7 separate regions of the Mus musculus genome follow, and all the other regions are linked to region 2. A link is a contact called in public HiChIP or PLAC-seq, Micro-C, capture Hi-C and promoter capture Hi-C data. All regions are on one chromosome and are shown on one strand. Each heading gives the region's core, a stretch centred on a gene start, on an enhancer-like site or on the middle of the called end of the contact. The rest is flanking DNA. Distances are from core to core; before and after follow the strand shown.

The links. Promoter capture Hi-C pulls out the DNA fragments that hold promoters and counts their contacts. A called contact is a pair of places that touch in the nucleus more often than the background predicts. HiChIP or PLAC-seq counts read pairs in DNA pulled down with a chosen protein or histone mark. Capture Hi-C pulls out chosen DNA fragments and counts their contacts.
Region 1: an H3K4me3 HiChIP or PLAC-seq map of bone marrow-derived macrophages shows a contact between it and region 2, with 2.8 times the contacts expected there. The contact joins the promoter of Tsen54 here to the promoter of Sumo2 in region 2. A contact is called at or near these places in 6 of 39 promoter capture datasets (the C10 cell line, embryonic stem cells, erythroid cells and 3 more), 1 of 15 datasets of contacts at CTCF or cohesin (large pre-B cells), 11 of 484 Hi-C or Micro-C datasets (B cells, the G1E-ER4 cell line, Th2 cells and 6 more), 17 of 115 datasets of contacts at active chromatin or transcription factors (CD8 T cells, T-cell acute lymphoblastic leukemia, astrocytes and 10 more) and 4 of 9 other capture datasets (adipose tissue, liver, macrophages and 1 more).
Region 3: a promoter capture Hi-C map of stem cell-derived epiblast-like cells shows a contact between it and region 2, with 2.9 times the contacts expected there. The contact joins the promoter of Rab37 here to the promoter of Sumo2 in region 2. A contact is called at or near these places in 4 of 39 promoter capture datasets (embryonic stem cells, liver, pre-B cells and 1 more), 2 of 484 Hi-C or Micro-C datasets (both in embryonic stem cells), 3 of 115 datasets of contacts at active chromatin or transcription factors (acute myeloid leukemia, bone marrow-derived macrophages and pancreatic cancer cells) and 1 of 9 other capture datasets (pancreatic islet).
Region 4: a Micro-C map of embryonic stem cells shows a contact between it and region 2, with 5 times the contacts expected there. The contact joins the promoter of Unk here to the promoter of Sumo2 in region 2. A contact is called at or near these places in 2 of 39 promoter capture datasets (liver and neural stem cells), 2 of 484 Hi-C or Micro-C datasets (B cells and embryonic stem cells) and 3 of 115 datasets of contacts at active chromatin or transcription factors (T-cell acute lymphoblastic leukemia, effector CD8 T cells and pancreatic cancer cells).
Region 5: a Micro-C map of embryonic stem cells shows a contact between it and region 2, with 1.8 times the contacts expected there. The contact joins the promoter of Nat9 here to the promoter of Sumo2 in region 2. A contact is called at or near these places in 1 of 39 promoter capture datasets (stem cell-derived epiblast-like cells) and 1 of 484 Hi-C or Micro-C datasets (embryonic stem cells).
Region 6: a capture Hi-C map of embryonic stem cells shows a contact between it and region 2, with 2.7 times the contacts expected there. The contact joins the promoter of Myo15b here to the promoter of Sumo2 in region 2. A contact is called at or near these places in 3 of 39 promoter capture datasets (cranial neural crest, hippocampal neurons and liver), 7 of 115 datasets of contacts at active chromatin or transcription factors (bone marrow-derived macrophages, embryonic stem cells, fetal liver and 2 more) and 1 of 9 other capture datasets (embryonic stem cells).
Region 7: a contact with region 2 is called in an H3K27ac HiChIP or PLAC-seq map of hepatocytes, with 4 times the contacts expected there. The contact joins the enhancer-like site here to the promoter of Sumo2 in region 2. A contact is called at or near these places in 1 of 39 promoter capture datasets (embryonic stem cells), 1 of 484 Hi-C or Micro-C datasets (bone marrow-derived macrophages), 10 of 115 datasets of contacts at active chromatin or transcription factors (bone marrow-derived macrophages, embryonic forebrain, embryonic stem cells and 4 more) and 3 of 9 other capture datasets (adipose tissue, liver and macrophages).

What each region holds. Positions count from the first base shown.
Region 1 is chr11:115,812,533-115,816,068 of GRCm38.p6, reverse strand. It overlaps Tsen54 (tRNA splicing endonuclease subunit 54), which reads right to left and starts at 1,330. Exons shown (of 11, transcript NM_029557.1): 1 at 1,250-1,330; 2 at 990-1,154; 3 at 831-894; 4 at 659-742; 5 at 273-371. The coding sequence starts at 1,305. It overlaps Caskin2 (CASK-interacting protein 2), which reads left to right and starts at 2,477. Exons shown (of 20, transcript NM_080643.2): 1 at 2,477-2,555.
Region 2 is chr11:115,534,947-115,538,080 of GRCm38.p6, reverse strand. It overlaps Sumo2 (small ubiquitin-like modifier 2), which reads left to right and starts at 1,851. Exons shown (of 4, transcript NM_133354.2): 1 at 1,851-1,983. The coding sequence starts at 1,963.
Region 3 is chr11:115,152,381-115,155,474 of GRCm38.p6, reverse strand. It overlaps Rab37 (RAB37, member RAS oncogene family), which reads right to left and starts at 1,297. Exons shown (of 9, transcript NM_021411.4): 1 at 1,184-1,297. The coding sequence starts at 1,276.
Region 4 is chr11:116,028,289-116,031,674 of GRCm38.p6, reverse strand. Unk (unkempt family zinc finger) reads right to left here and starts at 1,359. Exons shown (of 16, transcript NM_172569.4): 1 at 1,184-1,359. The coding sequence starts at 1,287.
Region 5 is chr11:115,185,971-115,189,374 of GRCm38.p6, reverse strand. Nat9 (N-acetyltransferase 9 (GCN5-related, putative)) reads left to right here and starts at 1,976. Exons shown (of 7, transcript NM_025400.4): 1 at 1,976-2,256; 2 at 2,538-2,626. The coding sequence starts at 2,550. Tmem104 (transmembrane protein 104) reads right to left here and starts at 1,888. Exons shown (of 10, transcript NM_001033393.2): 1 at 1,777-1,888; 2 at 1,053-1,165. The coding sequence starts at 1,097.
Region 6 is chr11:115,856,199-115,859,581 of GRCm38.p6, reverse strand. It overlaps Myo15b (myosin XVB), which reads right to left and starts at 1,657. Exons shown (of 64, transcript NM_001384233.1): 1 at 1-1,657. The coding sequence starts at 1,176.
Region 7 is chr11:115,836,860-115,840,345 of GRCm38.p6, reverse strand. All of the region lies in intron 2 of Llgl2 (LLGL2 scribble cell polarity complex component), which reads right to left. Among named protein-coding and RNA genes, the nearest start is that of Llgl2, 15 kb to the right of the region's middle. Within about 2 kb of position 1,260, at least 68 of the 459 cell types and tissues checked have an H3K27ac peak or open chromatin away from gene starts, as enhancers often do. A contact at or near this core is called in embryonic stem cells, hepatocytes, liver and 2 more, where this site is marked.

The DNA.
Region 1 (3,536 bases), core at 81-2,580, 280 kb before region 2:
CCAGAAGCACTAAAAATAAATAAGCAAATACCATCCTCAAAGGAGATTTCACTCTTTCAAGTCTATCTCCTCTTCTGGGCACACGTGTTGTTTAATAACTTATCAACAATACAAATCCCCCAAACCTGACAGTCTCCATTTGAATATAAGCCCGTGTGATCACAGGCTGTCTCACCTACAGCCCTGGCTTGTGGCTCTGTGTTCGAAGCCTCAAAGGCACCTGTCAGGACTCACTGACTTGGCAAATAAGAGTCACCTTGGGAGGCAGATACCTGGTACTGCAGGAAACTCAAGGTGTCCTCTGTCAGCAGCAGCTGGTATGCCTCTTGGATAGACAGTGGGAGGTCTTGGTAGAAGAGCTGAATCGAACCCTGGAAGTGGACCAAGAGCTTAGCTGTGTACCCTTCCTGCAGTGCCCAAGCCAGTCACCTTCTTGGCTCTGACCCTTTCCCCACACACTCAAGCATCACTGCATGACCAGGACAAACAATGAGAGGATTAGAACTCCCGCTGTCCAGTGGTATCCTCTTCTGTTCTCAAAGTCCACACATAACTTCACTGAAAACATAATTCTGAATTCCTCCTGGTCCACCAAACCGTATCCTTCCCATTCCATTAGTCGGGACCCCTTTCCCCACGCCTCCAGGACCCCACTTACACACTCCAGCAGATACAAAGCCTCTTCGGGGTGAAGTCGCTGCCGTCCTTCCTCTGAGTAGCCCATGGTCTGCCAGAATTTCCCCTGTGCGGCAGCAGACCAAGTGTCACAAAGCAGCTAAGCGGACAGAGGAAGGGGGTCCCCCAGCCGCGGAGATGCCCGGGCCGCTCACCGCAGGAGACGTCAACTCCACAAAGCCCTCTTCTGGTTTCCACTCCGCGGCCACCAAGCTGCCCCTGGCGAGGAGTGGGGAAGGGGCGTCTCGGTCTGCACGGGCAGTCCCCGGCCTCCGCCCACCCGGCCTGACCCGGCCCGGCCCAGCCCCTCTCACAGGCGCTCCACGCGCTCCTCCGCCAGCAGCTGCCACAGCTCTTGGCGACACAGGCGCAGCCGCTCCGCCTGGGCCTCCGAGCCGTCCGGGAGGAAGTCCTTGGGGCCATGCGACCGCTGTGGTAGCTTCTGGGACCGCGAGCGCGCGGCGCGGAGCTCCGAGGCGCTGGGGAGAGCCGGGAACACGTGATCAGCACAGAGGCCACCCCGCTCGCTCCCGGGTCCCACGCACCCCACGCCATCCCCCGGGCCGGGTAGCACCTGAGCACACGCCCCGCGGGAACCTCCACCGACCCGGGTTCGGGTTCGGGCTCCATCGGGCCGCTGTCTGCGGCTGCGCGCGCACCGCGAAGCCCCGCCCACCCCGGCATTCCGCGCGGTCCTAGCGCCTTCGACCCGCTCGCTCCTCGGGATCATAAAGCCACCCTCGAGCCTCGCGCCTTCCTACCTGCCCCGTGTGTGTCCTAACACCTGTCGGCACACGTGTACCCCGGGCCGCGGGACCCAGCTCGATGTGCAGGTTTCCAGATGTGCAAAAACTCACCTATTCCGTTTCCAGCGCTTCTGGGGGCTCCTCCCTTCTTTAGTATAACTTTACCTGGCTACTGGATGTAGCATGGATAATCAAATATGTTACTCTCATCTCTGCAGCCCTGAATGTCTTTGTGTCCTACCACCAGCAGGAAAGAGATGCGTAGAGAGAGGAGAGCAGTGAGCCCCCAGACACCAGCTTTGCAAACTGGAGGCCATATGGGAATGTTAGGAGTGGACCAAAGACTTATGGAGTTCCTTCACGGTGGGCCAAAAAAAAAAAATCTCTTCTTAGGGGCTCTGAAGCAGGGTTCAAAGGCCAGGGGTGGAGGCGCTGTCCGGCTCACACTGGTGCTGAATCGCCACCCCAGACTCCGAAAGCACCTCCTCGAGGCTGGGGTCCCCGCCGTGACATCCTGAGTCGCACTGACGCTCACCACTAGGTGGCACCGTTGCTCCAGCCAGCAGCTATAGGTCTCTGAGTGTGGACGAAGGTCGCTGCGGGCAACCCGGGAAAGGATGGGGCAAAGAGGAAGTGATCCCCACCCCTAGTGGGGGGGGGGGGTCCTCAGGTTCAACTGCCAAAACATCCTATTTTCTCTCCTATACATTCACACTTCACCTTTTGATCTAGACCAGAACCCAGTTCTCTCGGGATCCCCGGACAGGACACAGCAGCACGAAACCTCATCCACCCCGCCTCTCACCCGCCACTTTGCACCCCTAAGCAGCTTCACCTGCGCGCATGCGCTGATCCAACCAGTGGCTCGGCTCTGGACTGGCTGGCGGGGGCGGGGCCTAGTGAAGATGGGGCGGGGACCAGGGTGTTGATTGACAATCCAACTGTGCGGCCAGGACGGTCCCCGGCTCCCGATCCGGCGGGAGGGAGGGGGGAGGGGCGGGATTTCCTGCGGGAGGCGCCGAGCCGGCCTTGGAAAGGAGGAGAAAGGGGTTGCGGGGGACAGTGAGAACCAGAGTCCAGAGTGCCTGAGACTGAGCACAGCCAGCCGGACCCCCGGCGGGGCGGCCGGGAGAGGTGAGACTGCCGGGTCCCGGGCCAGGGGTCAGGACCCTTGAGAGCAGACGCAAACTAACTTTTCTTGTCTGATCGGCGGGCTCCTCCATCTCTCTGCTCCTTCCGCCTTCCTCGAGCCCCCCTTTTCGTTCTCCTCTATCTATTCCTCGGACGCTTGACTCTCCGGGTCCCTCTTGCCGCTTTGTTCCCGGGGTCGGCCTTATCTGGGCTTGGCTGCGGGGAGCTGCGCCGCGCTAGAGGGGCATTCCAAGGGGAGGGGGAGCCAGCCGACCCCAGGCACTGCCAGGAGCACTCTCTCCCAGTGCGGGTCGCGGGCTTTGAGGGGGAGTGCCCTCCGGCTTGGGCTTGGAACTTCTGAGGAATGAGTGGTTCCCCACCTGGGCCCCCAGGCCTGCACGAGTCTCTTGCCACAAGATTCTGGCAACAAAATCACCGCCACTGAGGAACTGACTTAAGGGTTTGTGCGGGAAGTCGAGTTGGGGTTTCAGGTTCAGGCTTGGGAGGTAGTTGGCCAGCCTGTCCAAGCTCTCTGTCCTGGATCTCTACCCAGCTGCTCTCTCCCACCACAGACGCAGTGAGAAAGGATTAGCAACAGGTGCTGTAGATCTCTCCGATCCAACAGGTAGATCTCCCCCAGAAAGTGAGGGACATAAGCACCCAGTCCACCCTCTAGGGACCTGGTAGTGAGGAGTGTGCTGCAGACACCTTGGACAGGGAGTGACCCCTACCATCTGCCCGTGCCACTCTCCCAGGCCCTACCTCCCGGCCCCGCCTGTTGTCTGTGGGTGTCAGAGCCTGGGGCTGTGGAGAATGGGCTGCTGGCCCTGCCTACACCAGTGTCTCCTGCTGCCAGGGCCCCTCCTGCCCAAGGTTGAGGTGCTGCCCAGTGCCATGGGGCATAGGCAACCCAGCCTTTCCCTCCTTGAATGCTGCCCCTCTCTTCTTTGCGAGATATATTTCTCTCAAGTACAGAAACTTCCT
Region 2 (3,134 bases), core at 602-3,101:
TTGGCTGTCAGCCTATCTGGAATACGCAAATACACACAGATCTGTTTATCTTGCTTTCCTAGTGTAGGGATTAAAATGACTTGTGTCACTAGGCCCCGCCCAAAAGAAGGAATTTTTCTTTTTCTTTTATTTATTTATTCATTTATTTATTTATTTATTTTTGGTTTTTCGAGACAGGGTTTCTCTGTGTTGCCCTGTCTGTCTTCTTTTTAATTTTTATCTTTTTGTTTTTGTTTCTCAAAACAGGGTTTCTTTGTGTAGCCCTGGCTTTTCTGGAACTCAGTCTGTAGACCTGTCCGGCCTAGAGCACAGAGACCCACCTGCCTCTGCCTCCCTAGTGCTGGGATTAAACACCTATGCCACCACAGACATGCAAGGAGGATTAAAAAAAAAGTTAGAAAAGGAGAGTTTAGAAAGTAGATGATATTGGAAGGGATTCATACGTCCCTGTAGAGGAAATATAGTAATTTTTAAAAGTCTATACTAGCTGCAGTGGTGGCACATGCCTTTAATCCCAGCACTTGGGAGGCAGAGGCAGGGGGATTTCTGAATTTGAGGCCAGGCTGGTCTACAGAGTGAGTTCTAGGACAGCCAATGCTATACAGAGAAACCCTGTCTCGAAAAACCAAAAAAAAAAAAAAAAAAAACAAAAAAACAAAAAAACCCAAAAACCAGAAAAAGTCTGTACTAAAACTCAAAGAAACAATTAAAATAAAGTTTAATAAAGAAAAAAAGATTAAGGTGTGCTACCACTGGCCTAAGGTGACAGAAAAAAAAAGCCTGTTTTGTGCAGAGTCGAAGGGAGTTGAGTAGGGGTGAGAAACGGGACGTATTACTGGTTTCAGCAAAGGTGACCTTGTGGAGAGTTCTAGTGGAGCTAAGAGGACAACAACAGATTGCAGTGGATTGAGGAGTGAGTGGGAGTTGAGGGGGTGGAGCAGCTGGCATGGGCATTTTTTCAAGCTGTTTGGTCGAGAAGAAGCACTATGGTGGTAATGTAATCGTGGTATTTCCCCCCTCTGTGGGAACACAGTAGTAGAAGAAAATACAGGGGTACAGGAAATAAAAACACCAAGTGAGAGCCACAGGGTGGCATGCACAGCAGAGGGCAGGATTTTCTTCAAATGCGAGGATCCTACTCCTACTTTGTACTGGATTAAGGGACGAAATGATTGATGGGCCCGTGAGCTTCAGGTTGGGTCGGCTCCCCTGATGGACTGTGTTCTCTGGAAGTTGGGAGGCAGGCCACAAGCAAGGAATCCTTTGAGTGGCTATAAGAACAGTTTTCCACAGCAAGAGTAGGGTTCCCAACAGGTTGGAAGACATTTGAGGCTCCCGGGTGGGAAGCTGGTTGATGGGGAAGGACGAAGGGACTGGGAAGTTTGATGTGCAGGGGGGAGTTGCATTTGTCCTACTGAACAGGAGTTTTTCTCACAACCCGCTGCTGCTTTTTTGATGGAGATGCCCCCTTCTACGTGGAGTTGGCCTTCCGTTCTCGACCTAGGCTCACCCCACGTCTAAGGCCACGCGCCTTCCTGTCCTCGCCGAGGACCAGCTGGAAGCCATTTTGATTATGCTCCACCAAAGAAGGAGGACAATACAGCCCCGCCCAGAGCCAGGCGCGCCCCCGCGGCGGGACTGGTGCGCGTGTCCGCGCCTCTTCCCGCCGACCTGGCGGGCGCCTGGCCCAGGCGGCGGAGGCGCGGGCCGTGGGGGGGAGGAGGAGGGGTGGTTATGTAAGCGTTGCGCGCTCCCGCGAAGCGGCAGCCAATGAGAAGCCCCGGATGCTCGTGCTCGCGCACGCAGGGCGGGGGGAGGGAAGCGCACGACGTGCGCGCGCCCTCTGCCTCGTCCACCGCTGCCGCCTCCTCCTGCCGCTCCTGGTGCTGCTTGTGCGCTCCCTCAGTGCGGACCCGGTGCCTCTTTTGTGAAGCGGCAGCTGAGGAGACTCCGGCGCTCGCCATGGCCGACGAGAAACCCAAGGTGAGCTCGCGGCGGCCGGCTGCGCCTCACCGTGCGGACCGGTGGGTGGCGCGGCCCGGGGTCCGGCCGAAGCCCGCCGCGGGCTTCCCTGCCTGCCCGGGGCCCCCCACGGGGCCAGCGGCGGCTCAGGCCCGGCGCTCCGCGCCATTTTCCTCTCTCGCTCTCTTCCTCCCGCCCGCGCCCGAGGAGGCCCGGCGCCCTCCCCCGCCCCCAGGCCCTCGGAGCGCGCGCGGCGCGGCGCGAGGCGGGCAGGCGGCGCTTCGCGGGAGCCCGCGGGCCCGGCGGCCCCGCGCTGGCTCCTCGGCGGCGCCCGGCGCGTGTAAGGAAAGCGTTGGGCGCGCGGGGTCTGGGGCGGCGGCGAAGGCGGGAGTCGTGCGGCCCGGGGTTTCCCTCTCGGGGCTGGGGCCGCGCCGGATCGGTGGTGTGTGCTCCGGCAACCCCGAGTGGGGGATTCCAGAGTCGGTCCGGCTCGAGGCCCAAGGGGCCCGCGGGGGAGGGGCTGCGCTCTCCGCCGTGCGCCCAGAAACCCGCACCCTGGCGGGAACCATGTGGCTTGTTGTGGTTGGAGGCTTAGGTGCGAGCAGAGAGACACGGGCTCAACTTGAGAACGCGCCCTCGGAGGCACGGGCTACTCTTGGCTGCGGACTAGGGGACCAGCATCAGTCCAGGGCAGGGCACTCTCTGGCCCCGACTCTATTTGGAGGGGGACACAGGATGGACGAATCGAATCCTTGGACATAAACATTTGATTTGCTGAACTGCTGTTGGGGTTGCAATGTACGGGAATACTTGCACGAAGACTGTATTGCAGCCATGACAGCAAAGGAGAGGGGGAAAATAAGCTCTGAACTGAAAATGAAGCAGTTATATAGTCGAACGTTAATCGGAAGATGTAAAAAGGGAGACTCGGGATATCCCTCAGTTGAGTGTGTTCGGTTTTTTTTTTTTAAAGATATGTTCATTTGATATCATTGAGCAGAGTTTGCTAACTTTTATCAAGAAGGTAGCAGTAAAATTTGAAATACAAGGTATGGTTTTCTCACTCCCACCCCAAACCGACTCTAGTAGTTGTAGCTTTGAAAAGAGAAAGGACACTGGTGTTTATGGGAAGCGACAAATTTGGGCGATGACAGGAAATAATGCCATTTTAG
Region 3 (3,094 bases), core at 48-2,547, 380 kb after region 2:
ACAGCTGCCTTGAGCAAATGATGCAGCCGGTCACCCAGCCCATCAAGTCCACCAAACACAAACAGCTGCTCAGCCTTGCCACCTCCTAGGTAAACAGCTCAGTTGTCCTGCAGGGCTAGGAGGTCAGGAGATCCCCATCAGCCTGGGGGTGGGGGCTGGCCATCAGCAACTCCCCTCCCCTGAGGACTTAGAGCCCCATTTCCTGCCACAAGCCCACACAGGACGCCTATCTCAACGTCTCTGGGTGGGTAGGCTGGCTGACTGGCTTCCCCTGAAACCCTAGGGGGTGGAGATGTGAAGCTCCTAGTGAGAGTGAGATCTGGTGTTTGAGAGGAACCAAGACCCTGAAAGAGGCAGGTACCCTTCAAGACCAGGCATCACTTCTACCTGGCATAGCTCTTACTTCTCTCTCCTAAACCCTGTAGAAAAATAGTGCAAGAGGCTGGCTGGCTCAGCATCTCTTTTTAGAGTTCCATGTACTTGCTTAAGCCAAGGACACCAATAAGAGAGGTGGTGACAGACATCCTTTTATTCAGGGCATTCCTGCAGAATGTATGCACCCCAGAGAGTTGCCTTTAAGGTCGTCGGGGGGCCGGGCGGGGGGAGGGGGAGAGTGGGCCATGGTCACTAATTGCCATGTTCTTTCTCAGCTTCTGAAAATTCCCAAGTGGACTTGTAGGCTGGCTACATGCAGCCTGGGGTGTTGGGAAGGAGCTGTGAGTCTATGTCTGGAGGCAGTGGGGAGGGGAAGGGTGGGATGTACCGCTGAGTGGGGACCCAAAGCACTGCACGCCTGTGACAGGTGTCACTTTTTGAGGCTTAGCTCAAAAAGGGCATTAACCTTGAGATGCCTCTGAAGGCGGGGATGCCCTGTCTGTGTCTTCAGAGAGTCCCTGTCTCCCAGTATTCCAAAGTGTGGCAGAAGGAACTGGGTTTTTGTTCCTAGGGTGGGGGAGTCTTAGTCTTTCAGATCTGCCTTACCCCATGCCCTCCGAGGTCAGCCTAGAACCCTAGAGACTGGGATGAGCCCAGGGGTTATGCCCCAGACCAGAGACCCAGCTGACACTTCCAGAAGAGGGGTGTAGACAGGGAAGGACAGGGTCCTAAGGCAAAGGACATCGGGAGGGATGTCCCTAAGTGCCGGCCTGGGGGGTCCCCAGCACTGAGCGCAGAGCCCACCCACCTTGCCGGTGAGATCGTAGTTCGGGCTGAAGGGCGGGGAGCGCTCAGGGGCCTCGCCATCCCCAGCGGTAGCAGCTCCTGGTGTGCCAGTCATGTCCCCGGACAGTCAGAGGTGAGCCCGGCTCGAAGCAAGCGAGGGAGAGCGAGGAACCGCCCTGCCCTAGGCTCCGCCCACTCCTCCCTCCCCATCCACCAACCGGCTCGGACCCTGATAGACTCCTCCCTCCGTCCCGCCATCCCCTCGACGACGCCAGCCAGGACGTCTGAGACTCGCAGAATGCACACCCTAGGGAGTGGCAGTCCCCCTGAGAGACATTAGCCTAGTTTAGTGCTCTTACAGCACGGAATGAGTCCTGCTACAGGACCAGCCCATTAAGGTCGCAGTGGTGAAGTTAGATTGCCATCGAGGCTGCGGACCCGGGAGACCCAGCTAGCTGCGGAAGGTGTGGGGCTTGGTTTCCTACTGCGGCAATGCAGTGGCCAGCAGGGCGCGCCCGAGCTCCAGCCAGTTGACAGTCCGGTACTTACCTGCAGGCAAGAAGCTGGGGACGTCCCTGAACAATGTTGGACAGGAAGTTGCATTCTGAGACTAGCACCCAAGCGGTTCTGATAGACCTCAGCTCATCTGAGCCTACTTTTTCACCGACACTCACCTTGGAGCGCACTGACCATCTGGGGAGCTCCTGGGTGGTGCTAACACTTGGAGCTCTTTGCCATGTTTCTCCCTCATTTGTTAGTCTAAGCCCCTGATGTCCTCCCACCACGGGAAGGTGAGCTCTTGAAGCCCATCTTTCCAAGGGGACAAGATAGGGCCAACATTATTCAGGGAAGGCCTAGGCCTAGCCACCGAGTGGGTGCCACAGGAATTCATGAAGTCGTGGGTCGTTTTGAGCTGTTTCTAGTACAGCCCAGGAACCCTGCAGCTCCGGATGACGGGGGATATGGAGAATCTGGGGTTGCACATACCAGGGTTCAGTAGCTTGTGGGCCAACTTTTCAACATCTCAACGCTGTATAGAAAGGAACAGGATGCGGGGACTGGATGCGGGGTGTAGGAAGGGGGTTGGGCCCCTCAACTTTTTAGGTGAGGGCAGTGAGGGCTGGCTTTGGGGTGACTATGACTTGGGAAATGGCTGTGTACATCAGCAGGAACTATTTCATGACAGCTGAGAGGAGATCCCGGAGCCTGGATGGAGGTGACTTTGTCGAGGTGGGAATTGGAGAGGGGTAGTGGCTTGCCCCTTGCTCACCGTCCACTGAAAACTAATGTTGTGGGGGTACATCGTGTCCCCCAAGAGATATGCTGAAGTCCTAGGCACTGGTACCCAAAATGTGTGTGGCCTTCCTTGGCAACAGGAACATTAGAGATGTAGGTTAGAACTGGGCCATACTGGAATAGGGGTTCCGTGATGGTTAATACTGATCATTAACTTGGCAGGCCCTAGAGTCATGCTGTGAGGGAATATCTTAATTAGGTTGACCGAGGTGGGAAGACCCACTCCAGAGGAGGGCAGCATGAAAAGGAAGAGATCACACCTCTTGTTCTCTGTTGCTTGTTTGAGGTTAGCTGCCTCAGGCTCCTGCTGCTGGGGCTTCCCCCGTCTCGATGGAATCTAACCAAACTTCCCTTCTTCACACGCTGTTTGTGTCCGGGTATTTTATCACAGCAACGGGAAAATTAACTGAGACAAGCCCCTAACCCAGTGTGACTGTGTGATGGGGAAAGGTTTAAAGCAAATGGCTAGAAGACAGCCTCGTGAAGCCAGAGGTAGAGACAGGAATATTTGATGACTCCAAGGAACAGGGACGATGCCCGGAGCTAAGAGAAGCTGGGAAGCGGTAGGGAGAATTCGACTGGGATACTACTGACCCCTTGGTTTGGGACTTTGGTGTGTGTTGTTGGCTCCATTATT
Region 4 (3,386 bases), core at 110-2,609, 490 kb before region 2:
TGTTTTTCACAGTTCCACTAAGTTTACAAATTTTTGTGTGTGACCAGATAAGTGATGTTATTCTGATGTTAGACCTTCTTATCAAAAGCAATGGCAAGGTTGCAGAGTGAGAGAGAACTCCAGTAAGAAAGGACCAACTGATGACCACCATACTTGAAAGGCTAACCTGAGTTACAGTCAAGTTTGGATGACGTCAGCCAACACTAGTCATTTGAAGAAACCAATACATTTTCTATAACCAATGTTCCCCTGTCCCAACTCCCAAAAGTGTTGAACCAGAGCTGCTTCTGCCTGACTTTAGTTCGGATGCTGCCAGCTCCTGGCTGGACGCTGGAGTGTTGTTCAATCTCTCGGGTTCTGACATTTCCACAGGTTGGGATCTCCTAAACTGGCCCATCACTCAGGCACCCAGTAGGGACACTCCTGGCACACAGCAGGGAACGGAAACCAACAGGGCTTTACAAGAGGAACTACAGCATTGGCCTTTGTCTCACAGAACCTAGGCCTACTGTGACATGACAGCAAGGAAGGCAGGGACCTAAGCTTGTACACATGCAGTTTTTACATTGTGGCAATCTCATTTAGGCCAGTTACGATGAGGCTCCCTTGCCTGCCCGATGCTGAAGGGGTCTGCAACCATTAACACCCCGGATGTCGCTGACTCAAGCTAGACAGTACAGCCTGCACGGAGTGAGCCCATTTCTGCACGTTTGACTGTTTAAGGGAATTCAAGCATGGGTGATCCTCGTGGACAATCTAACAGGCCTTAAAGATACAAAAGGCCTCCGGTGCACAGAGTCTCCTCCCGAGACTTCAAGCAAACAGTCATTTCTAGACAGGTCTCGTGCTGGTTGGTACAGACTTCCACTTGTCATGTCGTGGACTTGTCGGGTTTTATGTCTGAGACCGTCAGGCCTCTGAGGCCTGGCCTGAGAAGTGTGGATTCGGGACCCGCGCTCCTGCCTTTCCGACTCGGAGGCTGGGACCGAGTTTCCCGCCCCACTGCCCGACCAGAGGTTGGTGACAGTTGAAGTAAGCTGGGACCGGTCCCAGCAGGTTGGAACCGGTCTGGGCCGAGCCGGAGGAAGGGGGGGGGGGACAGCCTCGCGCTCTCCCTGCGCGCGTGACTCACGCTGGCCGCTGACGTCAGGCGTGCGCGCGCGGCGGGGGGGGCTCTACGTACGTGTAGTGCTGCGGTTTCTCGGGCTGTGCCTGCAGCACCTGAGCGGTAGCGGCCGGGGGCGCCGAGGAAGCTGCCGAGCCGCCGGGCCCGGGGCCCTTCGACATGGTCCTGTCTTCCTGCCTCTTCGCCGCTCCCCTTTTATTATTCAGTCTGCGCGGTCCGCGCCGAAGACCCACAGCGCCTGCGCCGCGCCACGAGAACGTGAAGACCCCCCGCACAGCAGCAAAGGTTGCTGGGAGTTGTGGTCCTCCTTTCCGGTGAAATTTTACCGTTGGCACAGTGTCGCTGCTAAAGTGCAAGACCACAATACCCAGAGATCTTTGCGGACGGTGTCCCGGATGCTGAGGATCCGCAATGCCTTGTGGTAATTGTAGTCTAGTCACTCTTAACTATTACCTGAGCATTGTCAGTGTGGTCGGAGGTGAACTCTACCTTTAAACTGGATCCTCCGGAGAGCAAGGAACCAGTTAGGGAGGCCTGAAACAACTCCACGGAGAATGTTCCAAATGCAGTGCAGTAATTGCCTTGCCTCCCTACCAGTACAGTTGGCGCACCGTTTCTAAAGTCAGTCTAGAGCATTGCCTCGGAGCCAGCAAGCTAGTCAGCCAATATTTTCATAATATAGTAACCTGTAAATCACCAGAGAAAGTATGCAGGCTAGCAGACAGTTTGAAGAAGCTTTTTATTGTTGTTGCTTTGTTTTGTTTTTAAAAATTACAATACACCATATTGTTCCTGGGCATCATTAACATTTATCAACCCTGAAACCTGGAACCCCTCCACTTGGGCTCCTTCTGAACTCAGTGGTTGGCCCAAATACCTTGTTTCCAGTAGGTTAAGGTCCAAGGGAGAACCTAATCTCTATCTAGAGTAGTCTCTTAGGCACTTTGGTAAATTGTTGAGAAGTATAGTGATAGACTACATGAGAAGGGCCAGGGGCTGAGGAAAAAAAAATGTTCTAGTCCATTCTAGTTCCCTTTTCTGGAAAAAAACCTTTCTGTTCCGGGGAAATGCAAGGCAATTGCCTCACATTTAGGAATATGGTTTTATGAAATGACTTTCTACAGGCTGGATATAGGGGTACATCCTGAGGGAGGAAAGTCACAAGTTCCAGGCCAAGCTAGGCTATGTACTAAAACCCTATCTCAAAAACCAACACGGTGGCATGTATCTCGGTCCCAGCACTCAGGAAGCAACGGAAGGTGGATCTCTGAATTCAAAGCCTGGTGGCATCCGTTGGTAGTTCTAGGTCAGCCAGAGCTGTCAGTCTGTCTAAAAACCCGAACAAGAACAACCAAACAACAACAGGTTGGAGATGAGTAGGGGTAAAGGTGCTTGCTTCCCTAGGCTGCAAACCCAAGTGGGATCTCTGGGACTGATGTACAGGTGGTAGGAGAGAACCCACTCCACGAATAATAATAAAATAATAAAAATGTCCATCATAGATATGTAATACTTCCCATTTGACCTTGTTTTCTATGTTCAATCTATATCAAATTCTTTTTTATTTTTGGTTTGTGAGTACATGTTTGTGGTTTTGAGGCAGGATCTTACTTATGTAGCCCCAGCAGGCTTGAAACTTGATATGTAGATCAGGCTAGACTTGAATTTACATAGACTTGCCTGCCTCTGGCTCCCAAAAGCTGGGATTCCAGGCTTGCACCACCACACTTAGTCAAATCCATTGTTTTCAAAACCTACTTGTTTTGTTAAATGGGATCAAGTTAGCCTTGTTAAAGCTAACCCGAGTGGGATCTCTGGGCTGGGGCGTAACCTTTGGTAGAAGCAAGCAAGAAGGCAGAGTTCAGTCTCCAGCAGCAAACATGTGAAGGGTCACTCATCTATAACTCCAGCACTAATATGGGATGGAAGCAGCGGAATCAGGAACCGAAGATCATTTCAGCTACAGTGAATCTGAGGTTCGGGCTACAGCATGCTCCTGACCCTCTGCTTATTTGTCTTGTGTTGATCTGACTGTACTTTCAGCTCCTCCCCATTTCCTTTGCAGCTTTCCCTCCCATTGATCAATTCAGGACAAAGGAAAAACAAAAAAAAAAAAAAAACAAAAAACCCTGTGAGACACCACTACCCGGCTGCACAAGCCTTTAATCCCAGAACTTGGGAGACAGAGTCAGGTGGATTTCTGAGTTCGAGGCCAGCCTGGTCGTTCCAGGACAGCCAGGGCTATACAGAGAAACCCTGT
Region 5 (3,404 bases), core at 727-3,226, 350 kb after region 2:
GGTGAGCTGCAGCGGTGAAGTGTGCATGCGTGTGTGTGTGTCTGTGTGTGTGTCTGTGTGTGTCTGTGTGTGCTCTGTGGCTGCCTATGAACAGCAGGGCACTGCTGAGACTAGAAAAATCCTAAAAAGGCGGCTTGTGGAGAAGAGCCGCTTTTCCTGGTGACAGCAGGTACCAATGTGAGTCAACCCAGGTAACTCACGATTACCTCCAACGACTTACCCAGTGAAGGCCCCGTGATGCAATAACCACATAACCACAACCAACTGGATACAGCACCGAGAGAAGATAAACTGAGTGTGTGTGGGGGGAGTGCAGGGGCCACGGAGCCGAGACAGAGGGGAATCAATCGCTCTAATTGTCATAATTGCATGCTCTACCAAACTGCAATTGGGAGACTCTGCAGTTCACCACCTCTTTCAACATCCAAGACCACAAGAGTTGTGCAATTTAGAATTTAGCGAAGGAAGAAAGAGGCTGCTGACTACTGAGAGGAACACAACTCCATGGCGACAGCTGTTGGTGACTGCCCAGCTGACTGGCAGAACTGTGTGTCATCTGTGGGAGTCCTGAGATAGATATTATGGGAGACTAGCAAGTTAACTACTATTTGGCTTGATGCTCTCTGATAGGTGTCTAAAAGGAGAACTGGCCTGGAGAAACAGCTCAGCAGTTAAGAGTACCTGCTGCTCCTGCAGAGGACCCGAGTTCACTTCCAGCACTTACACTGAGCAGCATCCAACCATCGACAACTAACTCCAGGGCATCTGGTGCCCTCTTTTGGATTTGACAGGCATGCACATATCCATACGTAGACACATCATTTAAAATAAAAGCTTTAAAAAATTATAAACAAATGAGGAACGAGCCTGATATATAGAGTCTAGCTAAGACAGCTGAACCTGACTGGAGCTATGTGGAGTTTCCGTTGTGTTTTTCACCAGGGTCTATTTAAACCAGGGCCATAATTAGTATAGTCCACAGATAGCAGTGGGCTTCTCTAGAAACCAGGAGCATGGTGGTGAGCAGAACACATTTATGGAGAAGAACTCACATAAGGAGAATAGAGCTCTCCGGTCTCTGTGATCTCGCCTGCCATCTCCAGAGAGTGAGGAAGGGCTGGCCCAAGAGGTTACTTCTATGCAGTGGCAGCAGCAGCCGCAGCTCCTAAGACAAAAGAGTAGACTTTAGTTCTCTAACTGCAGAGATGAGACTGGGGGTGGGGGGTTTGCAGTCTGCCGCTTTCACCTGTAGCCCTTTTAACTCAGACACTTTGGTCTCCCTATCTGCCATGAGACAGCCTTGGTGGGACGCGGCTTCCTGGACCATGTCTTCTAACTTGATTTGCTATGCAAGGCACTTCTCGGTGCCTGGATGCTGCTCACACTCCAAGTGACTGAAGGGGCTTTCCGGGCCTCTAAGCCTCACTAACCATCACAGCCCCCTTTACCCTAAAGTGCTTACGTCCGTTTCATTATCTATGAGCTCACTACTACACAGGACAGCCCACACAGCTGTCTGCTTCTCCGCCCACAGCGGGAGTCAGCTTTTCCAAGGTCGCCCCTCCATCCTAACTCCTTGTCCCAAAGCCTCTTCTTTTAAATGGGGCCTCGCGCACCGACACCTGCCTTTTGCTTTGCCTTAGGGTTTCCCACCCTTAAGCCTCCCCTCTCTTCTCCAGAGCCGGTCCCTCAGTCTCCCCTTCCCCTCCCTTCCAGGTGAAACTCTAAAATTCACATCCATCTTCACCCTGTCCTGCCCTCCTGCCCGTCCCAGACCTGCAGCACAGCTAGCTTCCAGGCACAGTGGCCACCGCCTCCAGCTCTGCAGCTGCCACCCGGCACCAGCGGCCCCGCACCAGCGCCCGCTACGCGCACGCGCACGCTTCCCAGTCCCCCGTCCAAGCGAGCGCGTGGGGAGGGGCGCAGTGCGTTGATTGGATGCCTCGCGGGGGCGGGGCCGGGATTGGGCTTTGCGGCTGCCGTCTGCCTGGCGGAAGCGGACAGCAAGCCCCTCTACGCGCATGCGGAAAGCCTGTTTCTCCGGGACAGACGCTGACGCCTGTCGTTGGGGACGCCTTCCTCGGCAGGGGGTGGTTGTGAGCTTTGCAGTTTGCAAACTACAGCGCTTAGACGGCCGAGGAACCACGCAAAGGGCTGAGGCCTGAGAACTTTGAGTGGGGCTTGGGGACAGGAAAACGGAAGGGCCAGAGCCGAGTGACGTGGACTCTGGACGCTGGAGGCTAGGGTTGGAAACAGGTTAAAAAAAGGATTAACAGGTCATTTGGGGGTGGACGGGCATGTTGTGTAGGAATGGGCTGGAAACCGAGCCAGAACTTGGCCCCTGGGTGAGAGCCCAGATGTATTGACCACTTCGGCTCTTTCTCTTACAAGAGTTTTAGAATCCCCGTTCTTTCACGTAGTTGTGAGGGGAAGGCAGGACGCTCTTCTGTCAACATAGCTCCACTGCTACAGAAAGAGTTCCACCCTGCGTGGGAAGACACTATGGGGGCTCTGAAGTCTTTAACTCTCCCCACTAGTAGGCAGCTACAATGAAGCTGAATCAGAACACCATGCTAGTGGGCAAGAAGGTGGTCCTGGTACCCTACACCTCCGAGCATGTGCCCAGGTAACTAACTCATTACCCGACTGGTTGTAGCGTGGAGGGCAATTGGAAACAGGGTGCCTTAATCTAGGAGCCTGTCTTGTTTAACAAACGTCACTTGTGTGGTGCTGTACACCTTTGATTCTGGCCCAACACTTGGGAGACAGAGGCAGGTCCATCTCTTCCGTGAGATTGAGGCTAGCCTGGGCAATATAATAAGTTCCAGGCCAGCTAGGGATACTTAATGAGACTGTGACTCAAAGTGGGGGGTTGGGGGTGGGAATTACATGCAGGAGGAATAAAGCTGAAGTGGAGGGCTCATTTTTCATTTATTTTCCTTGTCATCCATCTCTCTGCTTTCTTTTTGGCTTTTCAATGAGGGATTACATCATCTAGATGTGTGTGTAACAAAAAAACAAAGCCATGTCTTCTTCCCTCGTTCTAAATTACTTATGGCGTTCCCTGGTATCCTCTGGAGACTTAACGTGTGCTTGTCCCAGATGTTGAATTCATTATTTTGATGCCTACTGTTTAAAGGCCAGAAGTGAGATTCAGGGACTCTTTGTGAGGTTAGTTGGCAAACATCTGACAGATTGAGAAGCTGGCTCTGTAGGGGACAATAGTTTTGCATTGGGGAGATCTGTCACCCTGCCTTGTAGAGGTCTCCTCAGCCCTCTTTGCTGGGCTGGACTGGCATACCCTTACCCTCAGGAACTGGGGGAGTGTTTGGTTTTATATTACCTGGGTGGGAAGCTGGGCCCCTAGAGCTACCCTCTCTGCTGCTGCCTGAGAAAAGAACCTA
Region 6 (3,383 bases), core at 408-2,907, 320 kb before region 2:
GCCACCAGCGAACTGGGGAGACGCGCCGGCTGGGGGCCTCGGACGCAGCCTGCGCAGCACTACGAGCGCAGCCAGTGGCGTCCGGTCCCGGGGCCCTGGGTCCCCTGCACGCGATCGCTCTCTGGCTCCCGCGTCGCTCTCTCCCGCAACCACAAGCGCCTTTCTCGTCACCTCTCCGACCTGGAGGAGCTGAGCCCCGGGAGCCCCCGCTGTCTCAGGCTCGGTGCCCAGCAGCTCAGCCTTTGGCTGTGCCCCGACATCACTGGTGTCTACAATCGCGCTAGAGTCCTGGGGACTCTGAGAGCCTCTGGGGACGCTGGAGGCTGCAGCTTCCCTCCCCAGCTCTATCTCCTGGGACTCAGGGATGCCACTTGAGGTTCCTGGGATCTTCTGTGGGAGATGTCTGTGCCCAGCCCACCCGGGGCTCGAGTCTGTATCTGTCCGGGAATCGTCACTCGCTCTTTGAGGCCCCGTCCCCGACGACCCTTCCTTGCTCTGGAGCTCCAAGGCGTGTCCTTCGCTGCCTGGATGGTTGCTGCCAGGGCATTTGCCCTGTACCTGAGTTGAGCTGGGTCCTCTGATTGGAGCGCCTTCTGACCTGGGATCCGAAGGTTCCATTTTGGGTGGCCGCTCCGGGGCTCCACCGCCCTGGCTGCTGCTGTCCTGGGCCTCGCGGGCTTCACTGTCCAGACACGAGCTGCCACCATCCCCGCCCGACGTGTCCCCATCCCTGCCAGGAGTCTCTCCGTGACCTCGCCGAGTCAAAGGTCCCCGATCCTTTCCTCTCCTGCGGCGGCCGCGTTTGCCTGTCCTCACTTCTTCCCTGGGGATTCCCTGTTCCTCCGTGTGCTCCCCACAACTGTCCCCGGAGTCACGGCTCTCCGTGGGTCCGTGTCTCAGACGCTGCGAGCTGCTCTGCCTCTCCTGGGTCTCCTGTGATGTTCTGCAGCGGTGGTTCCCCTCTCCGGTGTGCTTCCTCTGGCCTCCAGCGGTCCCCTTGCCTCCAGTGGCCTCGTGCTCCGTAGCGGGCTTGTTCTTGCGGGCTTTGCTGCGGGCAGGCCTGCGGTCCGGGCTTGGGGCGCAGTCGGCGCTGGCGGACCCAGACTCCAGCTCGGCTGAGGCTGGTCTTCCAGGTCGAGGCCGGCGGTGGGGCGCTTTGCCCTTACTTCTGCCCATGACTGACTTCCCGATGTCCTGATCCTTTTGCCTTCTGATCTGATCTGACTGCCCATGGGTGCCCTGAGGCCTCGGTTGCTATAGATGCTTTCTGCTCCTGCAGGGTTATGGGCTCAATCTGTCCCCCTCCTGGAGTCTCCCCTCCTGGGCAGCATCATCAATAATGCAGGAGGCAGCGGGTCCTGACCCGGTTGGTCAACAATGGAGTGGAAGCGGAGGAAAGAGGAGACGCTGCCGCTGTGGACAAAGGCCATGGACAGGGCGACGACGCCATGACTCCTTGCCAGGCAGGTCAGCCTGGCACTAGGCCAGACTGAGGAGCCAGGCTCTACTTCAGCCTCACTACCGGCCTGCCAAGAGGGGCGGAATGAAGTTGTTTTACATGGGGGCTTCTCCAGGAGACAAGGGATTGTGGCTATGGGACTGGGCAGGGGACACTTGGGCGTTCTCTTCTTTTCCGTTGTGAAATATAACTTACTAAAAAGTGGATATGATACGAGTATATACCTTGAACTGTGCACACTTTTGGACTGAAACTAGACTCATGGGGGACAGGAATCAAATCCCAGACCTATAGAAGAGCAGCCAGTGTCCTCCAGCATTGCTCTGCTGGCTCTCCAGCCCCAAAGGAGTAGTACCGTTAGTTGTCAGGAGATCTTCCTGGATCTTTTCCCTACAAGGCTGAGGAGGGCCCTGTGGATTCCAGCCAAGTCCTCTGCTAACCGAGTTACATGCCTAGCCCTCCCCACTGCTTTTTCTTTTATCTTTAAAGATATATTTATTTATATGAGTACACTGTAGCTGTCTTCAGACACAACAGAAGAGGGCATTGGATTCCCTTCAGATGGTTGTGAGCCACCATGTGGTTGCTGGGAATTGAACTCAGGACCTCTGAAAGAGCAGCCAGTGCTCTTAACTGCTGAGCCATCTCTCCAGCCCCTCTCCCCCCACTGCTTTTTCAATTAGCAATAATCACGTCTTCGATAAACCTCATTGGCTACAATACTGCCACCCATCGAGAATACTGTGCAATGCTCTTTCATTCAAAAGGCTTGCCTACAAGGTATTTATTTATTTCATGTATGTGAGTACACTGTTGCTGTCTTTGGGCAGACCAGAAGAGGGCATCAGATCCCATTAGAGATGGTTGTGAGCCACCATGTGGTTGCTGGGAATTGAACTCAGGACCTCTGGAAGAGCAGTCAGTGCTCTTAACCACTGAGCCATCTCTCCAGCCCTTTTAATTAATTTCGGTACAGGGTTTTGTAGCCTTGGCTGTCCTGAAACTCTCTCTGTAGACCAAGCTACCCTTGAACTAAGAGATCTGCCTGCCTCTGCCTCCAAAGTGCTGGGATGAAAGGCCTCCCCACCCTGCCTGGCCCCGGGGTTTTGTAAAACACTTAGTTTCTCTCCTCTGTCTTTTCAGTTGTTCAGCATCATGACGAATTCATGCACTGTAGTCTAACTAGTTGCTATTGATAGATTTTTGTTTGTTTTGTTTTCAAGACAGGGTTTCACTGTACAGTTCTGGTTGTCTTGGAACTCACTGTGTAGACCAGTCTAGACCAGCTGGCTGCCTGCCTCTGCCTCCTAAGTGCTGGGATCTTGGTGGATTTTTAGTTGTATTTCTTTGTGTGTGTGTGCGCACCTGCTCGCACGCCTGCATGCACCTGCACACTGTGTACTCTCATACCACAGTCCTTGAGTGTGATCAGACAGCAGCCAGCTTACAGGAGTCAGTTCTTTCCTTCCAACCTGTGTGGCCTGGAGACTGAACCCAAGTGGTCAGGCTTGGTGGCAAGTGCCACTGAGCTAACTTGTAGGCCCTTTGGTGGATATTTATTTACCTTTATTTTAATTTTTATTTTTTGAGACAGGGTCTCTCTACATAGTACTGGCTGTCCTGGAACTCGCAATGTAGACCAGGCTAGCCTGAACTGCCTCCCAAGTGAGCCTGTGCTATCAAGCTCCTTCTGATGGTGTTTCTCTCTCTCTCTCTCTCTCTCTCTCTCTCTCTCTCTCTCTCTCTCTCTCTCTCTCTTTCACTGAAGTTTGTGGGCTGTGGTACTGGCACAGGCCTTTTACCCCAGCACTCAGAGGTAGAGGCAGGTGGATCTCTGAGTTCCCAGCAGGCTGGTCTGCAGAGCGAGTCCTAGGACAGCCAGAGCTAAACTGGGGGAGGGGGGTGTTCCTCAACCAAGTAGCCA
Region 7 (3,486 bases), core at 11-2,510, 300 kb before region 2:
CTGTCCTTCCAAAGGCCAGTTGAGAACAGGCACCCAGTCAGGCTCACCAGAATGACATTCAGGATGCCCTGAGCAGTGTGTCCTTGGACTGAACACGAGGCATCTTGTGAATACAGAGTGTGTGTTCTGATTGCTCACCCCAGTGTGAGAACTGTCCCTAGGCTGCGGCTGGCTGCTAGGGTCCTTAGTATTCTGCAGTGTGCCCCCGCCCCCAGGGCATCTTATCCAGCTGACAACACTGAGGGACCAAGGCTCTCTCAAAAGCAAAACAAGGGACATAGGCTCCCATGACTTTCCCTGGACAGGGCCCACATGAGCTGACTCCTTAGAGGAGGCCAAGCCAGGCCTGAGCCCTGTGAGCCCTGTGGGTGGGGCACACGGAAGGCTCAGTGGCCCCTGCTGGGATAAGAAGGAAGGATGTGGCTCAGAACCCAGGGAGGAAACAAGGAGGAACTAGGAAGCCTGGGTGTGTCCTGGGGAAAGCAGGGAAGGGAAGGTCCCAACTACCCGGCACCTAAGTGCCCTGCCCACACTGGTGTCCCTTCCACAGCAGCTAAGACTCTTGTAAACTTTCAAGGTTCGGAGTCCCCTGAGTGTAAGTTCTACATGCTAGTAATCCCCCGCCTTAGTTAGGTCCCTAAAGGGTGAGGTGGCCTTTCTCAAAGGAGCCGCCCACAGAGTGTTGTGGAGCCGCCAAGAGAGTGTCCTGTCCCCTCCCCCCTGTAATCCAGAGCACGTGGGCAGCAGGTAGAGCCTGGGGATACCCCAAGCATAGGATTCCCAGACCCCAGAGAACTCTAAAACAAGAAGGTGGACCAACGCTCTGCAGTTCTCCCTCCCGTTGTCTCCTCAGCCTCTGTCCTGTCCTGTCCTGTCCTGCTACCTGGGCTCAGGTGACCTCTGCTAAGGGAGAAGAGAACAATGGGCTCTTTTGACAGGGAAAGGAGAGCAAAGATGAACAGAAGCCGCCAGACTGTAATATTAGCCCAAGTCCCTGTCAGATTGTGAGAGGTGGGGGTGGGTGGGTAGCGGGTGTTGCCCTTCACCCTTACACTCAGCTGGGGAGGACTGTCCTCCAAGCCCACGGCTTTGGGGACCCTGTAGTGTCTGTCAGGGGCTGAGAGGAGAGCTCCCAGAAGCTGCTGAGGGCCTCAGGAGGGAGGAGGGAGGAGGGAGGAGGGGCAGATCCACCTGCCTGCAGTGGCTCTGCCAGATACTGGGTGTGGTAAGCTCAGATTCCTGGCCCAAGCAACTTGGCCTCTCTGTGTGGTTGTCATCTGACACTGGTGCCCATGTAGGCAAAAGCCACAACAAAACGATGTGGTCTGGGCTGGGCGGGCCTAGTTGGTTAGAAACACACCATTTATTTGATTTGGGAGGTGTGGTGGTGGGGAGGGTTCTGAGGGGGGTGTGTTATTCTGCAGCAGTCCAGCGCAGGCACCTAGGCCTAGGTCTGCTCACACTGGGGTGTGGCTACTAGTGGGTGCCTGGGTTTCACCAGAGGGGCAAGCAGGCCCCAAACAATGTTCAAGGAGCAGGGTTTCACTAAGACCAGGACGTCCGTCCAGCCCCTGAGGTAGTCCCTGTTCCCTTAGCTAGTCTTCAGTGGGAACCTAAGCTGCCTGACTGGGTTGGAGGTGAGTGTGCTAAGAGGGTACAAGTGGTAGACAGCAGGTAAAGACACTGAGCTCCGAGCAAACCATGCTACTTGATGCTGCCCATAAGAAGCGATTGAACATGGGGCTGGAGAGATGGCTCAGCAGTGAAAAGCACTTGCTGCTCTTGCAGAGGACACAGAACCAGTTCCAGCACCCACATGATGGGACACAGCCATCCCTAACTCCAGTTCCAGGAGCTTCTGATCTCTGGAAGCACCAGCCACGCATGTGGTGCCCATACATACATGAAGGCATAACATGCATACATATAGGAAACAAACTAAAATAAATAGAGCCATGAAACCTGTCCACTGCACCAGCCTCCATTAGGGTGCTTAGCAACCCCACTTCACGGAAGAGGAAACTGAGGAATAGACAGGCTAATCAATGTCTACATGGTCACGTGGTGAGAGCTGAATCAGAACCAAGGCCCGGCTATATGGCTCCAGTTCCCTGCCCCAACCACTGTTAACACCCAGCCCTGATGCCTGGCACCCAGCCCCTGAGCTAGACTTGGTCCCCTGGCAGCCAGCCCCTTTTTCTGGTCATGGTCACAACTCCTGGCCAAGGACAGGTAACCCTCATGGCCCTAGCTAGGGCAGCGTCCCCGTTTTGTGTGAGGCATCTTGCTGGCTCTGTGGAAAGGCCTAGAACTGGTTTAGAAGCTGGGATCTGTAAGCTGTTTGGGCATCTGTCGTGTGGCGGGCGATGCCACTGTTCTGTTGTTGCACGCATTGCCCACGACACGCTGCCTGACAGCCTGACCTTCAGGGTGGCACTCCCAGATGTGACCACACCGTGAGTAGCCACTGTGCAGGCGCGGACCCTAACCTGCACATGAGGAATTCCTGTGTGGAGTCTGACAACAGCCCATGCACCTTTGATTCTGTGGCGTTTAGCCAAGCACTCGGTGGACACACGTGTACAGCCCTTCACGTCACGCTGGCTCTGTTTACGTCTCCCTCAACCTAAATCGAAATCTAAGATCATCTCCATTCTAGAGCTGTGCCAAGGCCTCACAGTGAGTGAATGGGGCTATCAGGTGCTAGGTCAATACTCGTCATTGGACTAGATGCTTCACCATGATCCTGTTCTCATCAAAATGGTCAGAGTGACCGGGCACAGTGGGGTATACCGTGAGCCTTTAATCTTAGTATTTGAGAGGGTTGGCGTTAGGTGGAGGCAAGTAGATCTCTGAATTGAAGGCTAGCCTGGTCTACATAGCAAACTCCAGGCTAGCCAAGGCTACATAATGAGACCTTGTCTTCAAAAAAGTCCAGGTGCAACACTCCTCTAAATAAATTTTTACTGCTCCTGGCTGAGACCCCACAGTCCTCCTGAATGCTCACTTTCCTGCTTTATCCACCCCCCCCTCCACACACACTCACACTGCACCCTCCCATTCTAGACATTCTCAGAGGAGAGCAACTAGAAGCCCCGGGTGTCAACTGACAATGGCTGGAGACATTTTGTGTGATATCATCTGGGCAGAGGCAGGGGACTGGCATCTGGCCAAACTAGGGTGCTGCTAACTACAGCGCCCAGGACAATTCTCTCAGCACAACAGGCCCCAGACATCGCCAGTGAGGAGGGTGAGAAACCCTGCTCAGGCATTCTATGATGTACAGAAGGAAACCCGGGTTACCTTTTCTAAAGGTCAATGGGACACCTGCTGCCTTGATCAAAGCCCCTCGGGGATACAGCATTCCCCTGGACCATGGGGCGAGTGGCTGCCATGGATAAGACTCTTCAGGGTCTCAAGTACTCCGGAATCTGACTTTACCCTCAAAGCACACCCTGCCGGCACCAGCAAACCCTCAGAACCTTG